Regions from separate parts of the Mus musculus genome. Here region 2 is linked to region 1. A link is a contact called in public Hi-C data. All regions are on one chromosome and are shown on one strand. Each heading gives the region's core, a stretch centred on a gene start, on an enhancer-like site or on the middle of the called end of the contact. The rest is flanking DNA. Distances are from core to core; before and after follow the strand shown.

What was found. Hi-C and Micro-C count contacts between places; a contact is called where the count stands out from the background.
Region 2: a contact with region 1 is called in a Hi-C map of myeloid progenitors, with 2.8 times the contacts expected there. The contact joins two enhancer-like sites. A contact is called at or near these places in 1 of 15 datasets of contacts at CTCF or cohesin (the G1E-ER4 cell line) and 5 of 484 Hi-C or Micro-C datasets (the HPC-7 cell line, Sertoli cells, cranial neural crest and 2 more).

Annotation. Positions count from the first base shown.
Region 1 is chr10:17,489,435-17,494,942 of GRCm38.p6, reverse strand. No RefSeq gene overlaps it. Among named protein-coding and RNA genes, the nearest start is that of Gm32656, 170 kb to the left of the region's middle. Within about 2 kb of position 3,137, at least 23 of the 459 cell types and tissues checked have an H3K27ac peak or open chromatin away from gene starts, as enhancers often do. A contact at or near this core is called in myeloid progenitors, where this site is marked.
Region 2 is chr10:17,611,076-17,616,583 of GRCm38.p6, reverse strand. All of the region lies in intron 3 of Gm32543 (a long non-coding RNA gene), which reads left to right. Among named protein-coding and RNA genes, the nearest start is that of Gm32656, 46 kb to the left of the region's middle. Within about 2 kb of position 3,078, at least 30 of the 459 cell types and tissues checked have an H3K27ac peak or open chromatin away from gene starts, as enhancers often do. A contact at or near this core is called in myeloid progenitors, where this site is marked.

The sequences.
Region 1 (5,508 bases), core at 1,888-4,387:
ATGGCTAAGAGCACTGGCTACTCTTTCCGAGGACTTGGTTCAATTCTCTGCACCTCTGTGGCAGCTCACAACTGTGTTTAACTCCAGAATCTGACACCCTCCCTCAGACACACAGGTAGGCAAAACCCAGTGAGCATAAAAGAAAACTAAATACGTTTTAAGAGAGAGGGAGGGGGAGAGGGAGAGGGGGAGAGGGGGAGGGAGGGGAAGAGGGAGAGGGAGGGAAGGGGGAGATGGAGGGGGGAGACAGGCGGGGAGAGAGAGAGAGAGGGAGGGGGAGGGGGTGAGGGAGGGGGAGGGGGTGAAAGAGAGGGAGAGGGGGAGGGGGTGAAGGAGGGGGAGGGGGTGAAAGAGAGGGAGAGGGAGAGGGGGTGAAGGAGGGGGAGAGAGAGGGAGGGAGGGAGGGAGGGAGAGAGGGAGAGAGAGAGAGAGAGAGAGAGAGAGAGAGAGAGAGAGAGAGATCGTGTTGGTGTTGGGCTTGTCACTGATCAGGCTCACCATGGCTTTAGGAGAAGTTATTAAATTTCTCTGTGCCTCTGTTCCCTTCCTTGTACACCAAGGATCAAAACAGCAGTCATTTCATAAAAGGATTAGGGATTAAGTGAATTAACAGGTGGAAGCTGCTGAGATCTGTACCTCGCAGAGGAAGCACTTAGTGGTGTTGTATATTATTAGGGAGGCATTGGTAAAGAGAGACAATAAGAAGCAAATTCAAAAGTTATCCTACTATATAATTATGTCATTATTTATTACAGAGTTATTTTCATCTATTTGCCTATTAAACACAATTTTGTCATTTAGAAAGCAAAGCAAGAAATCAAGTTGTTGCCATAGCACTCATTATATTGCATTTATTTTAGACGAGTAATTTCTTCTAGGATGTCTCAGGCTTTGAGACACTATGTTAGGTTGCTGTAACATATGAACATTTTAAGAGGGAGCTTGAAAATGTGGCAGGGGAGCTATGTGGCCAGTGTAGGTTGTAAGAGGGTTGAGTCGAATAGTTATCTGTCAACTGCCCATATCTACCCATCTATATTTATGCAATACAAATGCATTCCTTTCTGGGATTTTTTTTTTTTTAATGATACTGAGCTTAGGGGAAACTGAAGATCTTTTGTGGATGAAGTCTTGTCACCTACGTAAACTTTGGAAAGTACAAAAGCTGTATTAATTGAAAAATATACCAACGGCTTCACTGAGCCCTGGATGTTTCTTTCTTCCTTCACACTAAAAATTCTCATTGCTGTTGGACAGAGTAAATTCACCTCATCTGACACCTGGGAACCTCAAACAATGATGGGGGGGGGACTGTGTGGCCTCTCCAGATGCCCCCTCCTTTTGGTTCTCTCTCCTGGATTCTTAGGGGGAGTTGAGGGGGTGGGGGAGAAAAGCCATAAATCAAAATGAGGCTGGACAAAAACAAATCAAGGGGAGGCCTTCTTGTCAGGGACAAGAAAAAGTGGGGAAAACCAGGAGATTCCCAGCTCTCCTTTGAGGAGTCCTGTGCAGTCTGAGGCTGAAGTGGACTTATCTCTGGTCGAGACCACACTGAAAATGTGAAGGTCATGATAACAAAGATATCTGCCGGCACTATCTAACTGTCAGATGTTTAGTTTGATGTATCAGGGACTTTAATAACACTCTCGAGCCTTAGAAAGAAGCCGTCAGTGTCTGTAAAATGGCAAATGCTCTCTGTGGACAGTCGAAGCCCCTCCCTGAAAAAACAGGAATGTAGGGCAGGGTGTCCTTGCGTCTCAGGACCTGTTGGCTCTCTCCCTGGCTTTAACCTTCCTGATCCAGAAGCTTCTCTTCAGCAGTACATTCTCTCATCTTTGATGGGAGGCTCCGATGTTTCTCTCTCATCCTAAGCATGCTTTGACTCAGTCGAGAGAGATAAGCTCACAGCTAAAGCAATTATGGCATTTAAGATATGTCTTTCCTGCCATTTCCTCAGTTCTTCTGGGGAAGAGTGAGATGAACGAACACATAGCCTTTAGAAGGTGTGGATTAATAGTTACTAGCTGAGGAATGTATTTAGGAAATGCTGTGAAGTCTGAAAGACTTGTAGTAACCATTCTGCATAGTGTGATGGCTACCTGGGAACTGAAGCAAATTAATCATCTACACCACACAGGAGCATCTAAGGCGTCCAACCAAGTCTCATGATAGACGACTTTCGTAGAGTAATTTAATTTGGATGTGCCCTCTCAGGTTCAAGCATTAGGACTTGAATTCTTCAAAAGGGCAGCATTGAGAGGTGGAGCCAAGTGCGGGATGGTTGAGTCACAGGGATGCCCTCTTATGGCTAGATTCATGAAAGTTCTCACTCTTGAGGGCTTGACCCCACCATGTTCTCAGTCTTCTCCATGTGTGCACGTTCTTTTCTGGTTTTTTTTGCTTGTTTCTTTGTTTTGTGTTGTGTTTGGTTTGTTTGTTTGTTTGTTTGTTTGTTGTTTGTGTTTTTGCCATGGAACTGAAGTACCACCTCAAAAAAGAGCTGGTCATGTGGAACCATGTACTTGGGTTTCTCATGTCCATTATAGACACACAATGTTGAGCAAACCCATTTTCTTTGAAAGTCAGCTGGGCTCAGCAACTCTACTAGTCCTACAAAAAGCAGACTAAGACATGGGGCTTACAAACTCTGTAGGAGCCTGTATATGTGAGCATATTTAACTTTTTCTGCCAATGAAAGCCTTCTAAAATTTCATAATAAGAAAGACATTGATCCACGACAGGAGCTAAAGTAACGTAGTCTCCCCAGAGGCCTCTGTGAACCATGGCTTCCTGTACTCTTTTCTTGCACAAAAAGCCTAGAGTAGCAGTCATCTATTTCCCCAATAAAGATCCAGGTATGTGGGAGACTACACCAGTGCAGAAAGGGAGAAGTTGAGGAGCCCTGCCCTCTTTTTCCATGGGCCCATCTGCTTACTGCACAAATCATTTTTCTCCCAGCTTCCTGCCAATATCATTTTAGCAGAAAGGGAGAGAAGAGTGGGTTGAAATTACACCTGTAGGAATAGTCCTTTCCTCTCCAAGCTGCCCTGGCAACCGCTGGGTGGAGGTGGTGGCTGTTGGAAGGACCTGCGCCCTTAGCACACATCCTGCTCTGTCTTAACTGCCTTCAACTAGGTGTCTCAATAACAAGCTGGGCTGCCCCACTCCTCTTCTCTGGTTGTCTACGGCCAGAGCCCTGTGCTCTTGTCCTCATCACACACTTTTTGTCAAACTGACTTACAAAACTGACACCACTGAAAGGAGCAGTTGCCCTTACCCAAGAGATGATGAGGAAATGAGGAGGTTCTCATGTGTGTTCTCATCAACTGACATCTGGGAGCGCTGTGGAGAAGAGACCCAACAGGCCCCATTAGATCTCTTACAATGGTGATATAGTGCTAGCCAGAGGAGAAAATAAATCCTTACTGGGGTGTAACAAAGTGTGGGAAACTCTAGAATTTCACTGATTTCCCCATTGATAAAATTACAGGAGTCTATTTACCCCCTTTTCTGGGCCCCCTTTATTCACGATCTGGATGTGAAAAGTAAGAAACCCAACTTTCTCAGACTTTACACTGTACTAATTGTGTGTGGGATGCTGTCATTTGAGAGGATAGCCTGGCATCTCTCTTCTGAAGGACTTCGCAGCTAGCAAGTGCCCTGTCACCTTCTCTATCCTTTGAGGAGGCAGTTACAGGCACAACACTTGATTCTTTCATTCCCACCATTTGTGTTTTGGGAGGTATGTGGCATTTGCTTTTTGGCCTCATCTTCTTTTAGCCGGACAGCCCTCCTCCCCATTATCTTCAGGAGGCACATTTCCATGTCAAAGCTCTCCCTTTGAAGAGAAGGCTTCTTTTTCTTCTCACCTCTTTCTTCTTTGTGCCCCACTCACCTTAACTCCATCCTTCCCAGTCCTGTTTAACAACAACAGTTGCAGGAATCAGAGCCTGATTTAGAAATAGAAGGCTTGGGGAGACCCAGCTTATTTTTTGTGCAGGATAAGAGCAGTTTAATCGCCCTTGGAAAGTATCAGCTCGTTACTGTTTACTTGTCTTGTTTACTTATGAACATAGGAATAAGAATCGTTATTTGTGCAACTGTAAATTCTTTCAAAGAAAAATGAAAATGCTAAGACCACTATACAAAGCCAGGCAAATCCCTATGAGACTAATGGAAGCAATTACATCAAAGGAGCAGGTGGGGTTTAACCTGTCTTAAGTCTACAGACTGTGTGCAATAGATTCACCTAGCCAGATGAGTGTGTAACTCCATCAGGCTCAAAGCTTTTATTCATTTCTATTACTCTAGGCTTGGGCAAGCTTGGGGCCCATCATTACTTTCACGCTCTGGGCAGAACTTTGGAACGTATTTCTATTTAGTTCTTTATAAATTGCCACGATTAGAAGGCAGCCATCCCAGGGCTTCACTTGAAAATTCTATGGGAATTTGATCAGTACTGCTGGAATCAAATGAAGATCTTTCCCCTTATGTTGTCATGAACCCATGAATGCTTCCACTGGCCATCTATACATGAGGATCTCAAGTAGAGATCTGAATTTGTTGAACAAGTGAACAGACAGCTGAGCTTTGAATTGACCACAGTACAAGTATCCACTGAGTTAGTAGGAATCTCATAGTTTTTGTTTGCTATTTACTTCTCTTGTCGGGGGAATACCTTTTCCTCTTCCATGGTAGACTTGAGTCAGCCTAAAATCACGGAGAGTTTATATAGTCTTGCTTTCTTGTTTTCCCAGTTATTTTGCACATGAGCCCCTTCTTCTGGAATGCTTTTCTTTTTTCTTTTTGCTCCTGGCTGATTTCCATCTGGCTAAATCTTATGTACACTTAATTCATGAGTCCTCAACAACTCGTTGAGATGTACCTCCCATGTACTGTTACATCTGGCACGGTGAACAAATAAAACAATAATGAAAAGGAAAGTTTCAGAAAAACTTCCAATCCTTTATCTCTGTCTCCACTCATTTCTCCCACCCTACCTTTTTTAAAAATTTATTTATTAGGTATTTTCTTCATTTACATTTCCAATGCTATCCCAAAAGTCCCCCATACTCCCCCCCCACCCCCCTACCCACCCACTCATAGTTCTTGGCCCTGGCATTCCCCTGTACTGAGGCATATAAAGTTTGCAAGACCACTGGGCCTCTCTTTCCAATGATAGCCAACTAGGCCATCTTCTGATATATAAGCAGCTAGAGACACCAGCTCCGGGGTACGGGTTAGTTCATATTGTTGTTCCACCTATAGGGTTGCCGATCCCTTTAGCTCCTTGGGTACTTTCTCTACCTTCTCCACTGGGGGCCCTGTGATCCATCCAATACTGACTTGTGAGCATCCACTTCTGTGTTTGCTAGGCCCCGGCGTAGCCTCACAAGAGACAGCTATGTGTGGGTCCTTTCAGCAAAATCTTGCTAGTGTGTGCAATGGTGTCAGCGTTTGGAGGCTGATTATGGGATGGATCCCCGGGTAAGGCAGTCTCTAGATGGT
Region 2 (5,508 bases), core at 1,829-4,328, 120 kb before region 1:
AAAACGCCGATGTAGCATTTTCCAGGGTCACCATCACACAACAGCACACCTGTTCTCCAACTTCTCTTTTTTGTTCTGGGGACATTGGGGCAGGCCACAGCATGGCTCATTTAGTTGCCTCGATTTTCTTCTGTTTGGGATACATGGGAGCCTGAGCTCACATGTGTTTACATGCAGCATCCATTTTGAGAGTAGCATTTTATTGTAGACCCTTGATTAAATGAACTCTTGTGGTGGGGGTGTGGTGGGGGCTAAGGAAGTAGAGAGACTAATGCTCAGTTCTTTCTGACTGAACAGCCCAGCAGGGTTATGCTGTGCAGATCTTATTATTATCCAAGAAAAAGGAAAAATGTACCTGAATTCTTACATCATGGCTTTCTGTTCAAGAAACAAAAGTCATGATTTTCACTCTGCAAATAGTCTTTGCCTCTCACACATTGTACCAGGATTGACTATCAAAATCCTGTGTCTCCATCTATCTGTATACGCTTCAAGTTTTTTATGCTTGAAATAAATTAGCAACAGTCCTTGTATTTACTAATACCTAGTGCTGCATGTTAAAACCACCTGCTTTTTATAAAGAATATTTAAACTAACTGGACAGTGTATTCTTTCCTTGGAGAGAATAAAAGCACATTTCTTATTAAAGACCTATATTTTGGGGAAGGTTGAGTAGGAGGCTTCTTTTTAAATCTAGTTGTTTACATGTAATATGCTGGAATAAAAAACAAACTCAAAGCAAAATTCTTTGTTCTGAGTCCAATTATTTTCTCCTTAGTATAAATAGTTTGGTTTGCTTCTAACAGTACTATTTTATCTTATTTTTCTGAGTTGGTTCTTTGATGGCTATTATTTTCACCAAGTAATATATAACCTTATTCTCTGTGTATTGTTACATAATGACACATTCTTCAATATGTCTTGTTAACTCTCTTATACATTGAACTAAACCATAACACTATAACTCAATCTCCAATGAGGTTTACCTAGTGCATACTTTTTCTCTGGGAGGCACATTGAAGATATCTTGCATTGAAGAACACGACATAGCACTTCTCCCTTGTTTTTGAGGTTATTTAGAGCAGCAAAATAAAACACTAATGCGTGAGCCCTATAGAGAGCATGGACAAGTACTTGATTACAGTGAGAGAGATGAAATAAGGAAGGCTTTATTTCTTCCTGCTCACCAGTCCCAGCTGGGAATATTCATCTCTGTGAATGGTTCATTAAACATCTTGAGTATTGTTTTGGGGTTACAAATAAATATCAGTGAACAGGTGAATTCATAAATATAGAATGTGGGAACAGAGCCAAGGAATGGGGAGTGTGTGTGTGTGTGTGTGTGTGTGAGAGAGAGAGAGAGAGAGAGATTGAGAGAGAGAGAGAGAGAGAGAGAGATGGAGTCATGTGACAAATCCTGGAGACAGCATCAGGGTGCAGATTTGAGTTTATTGCACAGTGCATAAGCTTGTATACTGTGTTCAAGCTAATCCCAAGCCCCTAAATCATTGACCAATCATATCTCACCACACTGTCACCATACAACAATAAACGCCCTGCCTAATGAGGTAACTCAGAAGGAGCAGGGGAGGGGTAGGGGGAACATCTTCATCTGTTAGGACTTCCATGAAGACCAAGAAGCAACCACCGCCCTGGCCTCGATTCCTTTTGCTGTCTCACTGGTGTTCTGGGAGCCATCTTAGATCTAATTCTGGATATGGCAGATCAGAACTTTGAGGAGTCACTGGAGCCTGTGACAACTCACTCTCCATCCCACTTTTTCCTTCACAAGATTGACCTCCATAACCCCCCACAACCAAATTGATGAATGATTCGTACCAATCATATACTAGTTTTGCTACCTAGTAATAATTTATGGGTAATTGTCCGTGTTATTGCATATAGTGTGTAATTAACTCACCTTGTAGTCTTGGACCATGCACTGCATTTTGCAGTAGAATACTATATTTAACAAAACAAGACTCTTTTTCACAGAGTTTGTGTGGTAGTGACAAGTTTCCTGAAGAAAAAAATAGCGTAAGGGGTAGATCATGGTCAAGACAATCATTATTGATAAAGGTCGTGGATGATTGCTCTGATGCCATTGCCCAAGATTTGAATGACCTGAAAGGATCAGCTAAGCTAGCCAAAGAGCTAAGGAGGATTATGTTTCCAGACCCTTCTCCTGACCCTGTAGTCCTGGGAGGGAAATCTTTTTTTTTTTTTTTTTTACTATTTTCTTTACTTTTTCTTTTTTTAAAAATTGGGTATTTATTTCATTTGCATTTCCAATGCTATCCCAAAAGTCCCCCACACCTTCCCCCACCCACTCCCCCACCCACCCACTCCCACTTCTTGGCCCTGGCATTCCCCTGTACTGAGGCATATAAAGTTTGCACGACCAATGGGCCTCCCTTCCACTGATGGCTGAGCTCGGGGGTGGGAGGGTATTGGTTAGTTCATATTGTTGTTCCACCTATAGAGTTGCAGATCCCTTTAGCTCCTTGGTTACTTTCTCTAGCTCCTCCATTGGGGGCCCTGTGATCCATCCAATAGCTGACTGTGAGCATCCACTTCTGTGTTTGCTAGGCCCCGGCATAGTCTCACAAGAGACAGCCATATCTGGGTCCTTTCAGCAAAATCTTGCTAGTGTATGCAATGGTGTCAGCATTTGGAAGCTGATTATGGGGTGGATCCCTGGATATGGCAGTCTCTAGATGGTCCATCCTTTTGTCTCAGCTCCAAACTTTGTCTCTGTTAACTCCTTCCATGGGTGTTTTGTTCCCAATTCTAAGAAGGGGCAAAGTGTCCACACTTTGGTCTTCGTTCTTCTTGAGTGTCATGTGTTTAGCAAATTGTATCTTGTATCTTGGGTATTCTAAGTTTCTGGGCTAATATCCACTTATCAGTGAGTACATATCATGTGAGTTCTTTTGTGATTGGGTTACTGGGAGGGAATTCTTGTAGTGTTTTTAGATGTTTGTAAAATCTCAAAGTAAGACATTTTAACAGCAGTTAGTTCAAACTGCCACCAGTTTCTTCAACTTCCTCTCTGGCATGCCTTGTCTTATATTGGGTAATGCTGACCACGGGCATTTTGGGGAACTGGCCAAGACAGGAGGATACTGGTAATTGTTTAACCACTGGTTTTTCTGGATTTAAAAAAAACTCTAGTTGCATGACATTATTTTCTGCAGTGTAGACATTCTTACTATGATCAATTTCAGGAGATCAGGACGAAGCTGCGGAAAGTCAAGTTGTGCAAAGATATCTATTAGCACTCCATTGTGTAGTACTTCCACCACATGGCAAGACAGACAGAACCCAGCATGTCCTTTGATCATTGGTGAATTTTCTGAAATTTAGTAGTTCAGTTGAAGTTAAATTTTTTTTTTAATTTTTCATTTTACTAGACTATGAATTAAATTAAGTAGGATTGCACACATCCTTCAGCATATCTATAATATGTAAGATTCCTGTGTGAATTAAACTGTTTACCAACTTGAAGTCAAAGGCAAGATGTAAAAGATTTGTTGAAAATGTTTCTGGAACAATGACTAGAAAAACGTGTAAAGAAAATTTGCCTCTTTGAGGATGATTCTTTAAAAGATGTTTATACTAGGACTGTAATCTTCCTGGGAAGTAGCATTGCTGATCACTGCGATTCTGACCTTGGAATGTGCAAGCACTGATAAGTTAGAGATTATCATTTGTTGTCATTGGTCAATTGAAGTTCTACTGCAGTGATTCTCAATCTGACCCCTTTGTGGGCCAAAGGACCCTTTCAGAGGCTGCAAAAGACCATTGGAAAAGACTTATATTTACATTATAATTCAAAAAAGTACCAAGATCATGTTTATAAAGTAGCAATGAAAATAATCTTATGGTCGGGGTCACCACAACATGAGAAACTGTATTAAACGGTCACAGCATTAGGAAGGCTGAGAACCACTATTCTTCTGAAACTATTTAGACTCTTCGATGCTGAATTAAGACACTGAAGCTCTGTTTAAACAATGTCCTGATTTCTATGGCAAAAACAAAAAAACAAAAACTATTGCACATCTCTGATGCTATATGAAAAGAAAAACTAATAAAGTTCCAAGGGATTTAATTTTTTTCTGTAATTATTGTGTTTATTTGTTTATATACCTCACCGGCCCCTTTCAAGGGATGTTTTCTGATGAATGTTTTCATCTCCCTCGAAATCTAATGCACTCCTGAGGAATTATTGCCCAAGACATGTCTGCCCTGGTCTAGTTGAATCTAACAACTTTTTTCTGCTTCTATAAGATTAGACCATCCCCATTACTAACGCCTTAACAATTATATACAAGCCAACACATCATTATTTTGCTGTCACAGACTTCACCAGCCTCTGATATAACAGTGCAAATTTTTAACATGAGGGCCTTAGATTCAGTATGAGAAAATGGTACACGAGAATAGCAACCTGTTTTAAGGAATGGGTCTGGGAGGAATGATAAGGAAGCTGAGTGTCTAGGACAGGGCTGGGATCAGCCAGTGCCCATAAGTAGGTCGAACTGAACTGAGGATGTGCAGGGGGCACAACAAGAATGACTGAATTAGTTAACTATCTCTTTTCTAACCATCTGGAATCTAAGAAACCTTCATGCCAACTCTACTAAGAAAGATGTTTAAGGTTCCATAATGTTCCTGGTATTTCACCCAAAGGCTATGTTTCTAAGTCTTTCTTGCTTGTTAAAAAATTGTAGAGGCCTGTCAATGGTGGCACACACCTTTGATCCCAATACTTGGGAGGCAGAGGCAGGTGGTTTTCTGTGAATTCGAGGCCAGCCTGGTCTACAGAGTGAGGTCCAGAACAACCAGGACTATACAGAGAAACTGTCTCAAAATGCAAGCAAGCAAGCAAGCAAACAAACAAACAAACAAACATACAGTAGAAAGGAAGGAAGGGCAGTATTGTTAAGAGACATGTATACCTGTCTCCCAGGGACTCTGAGGACAGTAAAGCATCTACACAATTGTTCCCAGCATCTGGCTTGAGTGACAGCTTGTCTCCATACCTGTTGGCTCACTGTTGTGCATGTCAAAGCCAACTTACAGAAAAGCCAATTCTTATGAAATCCCTGAGTACACTAGCCCCTTAGCTCTATTAGGTTTTGAAGTTGAAAATAACGTGAATGTTTATTCTAATGACTGCAGCATACGCAGACTGGCCTAGCCAATGGGCATCCCCTTAATTTATTATTTTTTTTACTGACAATTAAGCCCATAATTTAGAGTCCAGGTGTGAGGTGGACATGATTGGTTTTCTGCCTGAAGCGCTTCAGAACCCTTTGTAGACTGTGCGTTCCTCCACTGATTTCTGTATAGTCTGCTCTGGCAAGCTTCCTCCTGAGCCTGTCTACAGAGGTCAGTCCTGAGATGATTTTGGCCAATGCGGGAAGAGCTAGAAATGTGGGGAGCTCATGTCCCACCAGAACACTCCTGGGTCGAATCATTTAGTGACCTTTGTCACCTCCG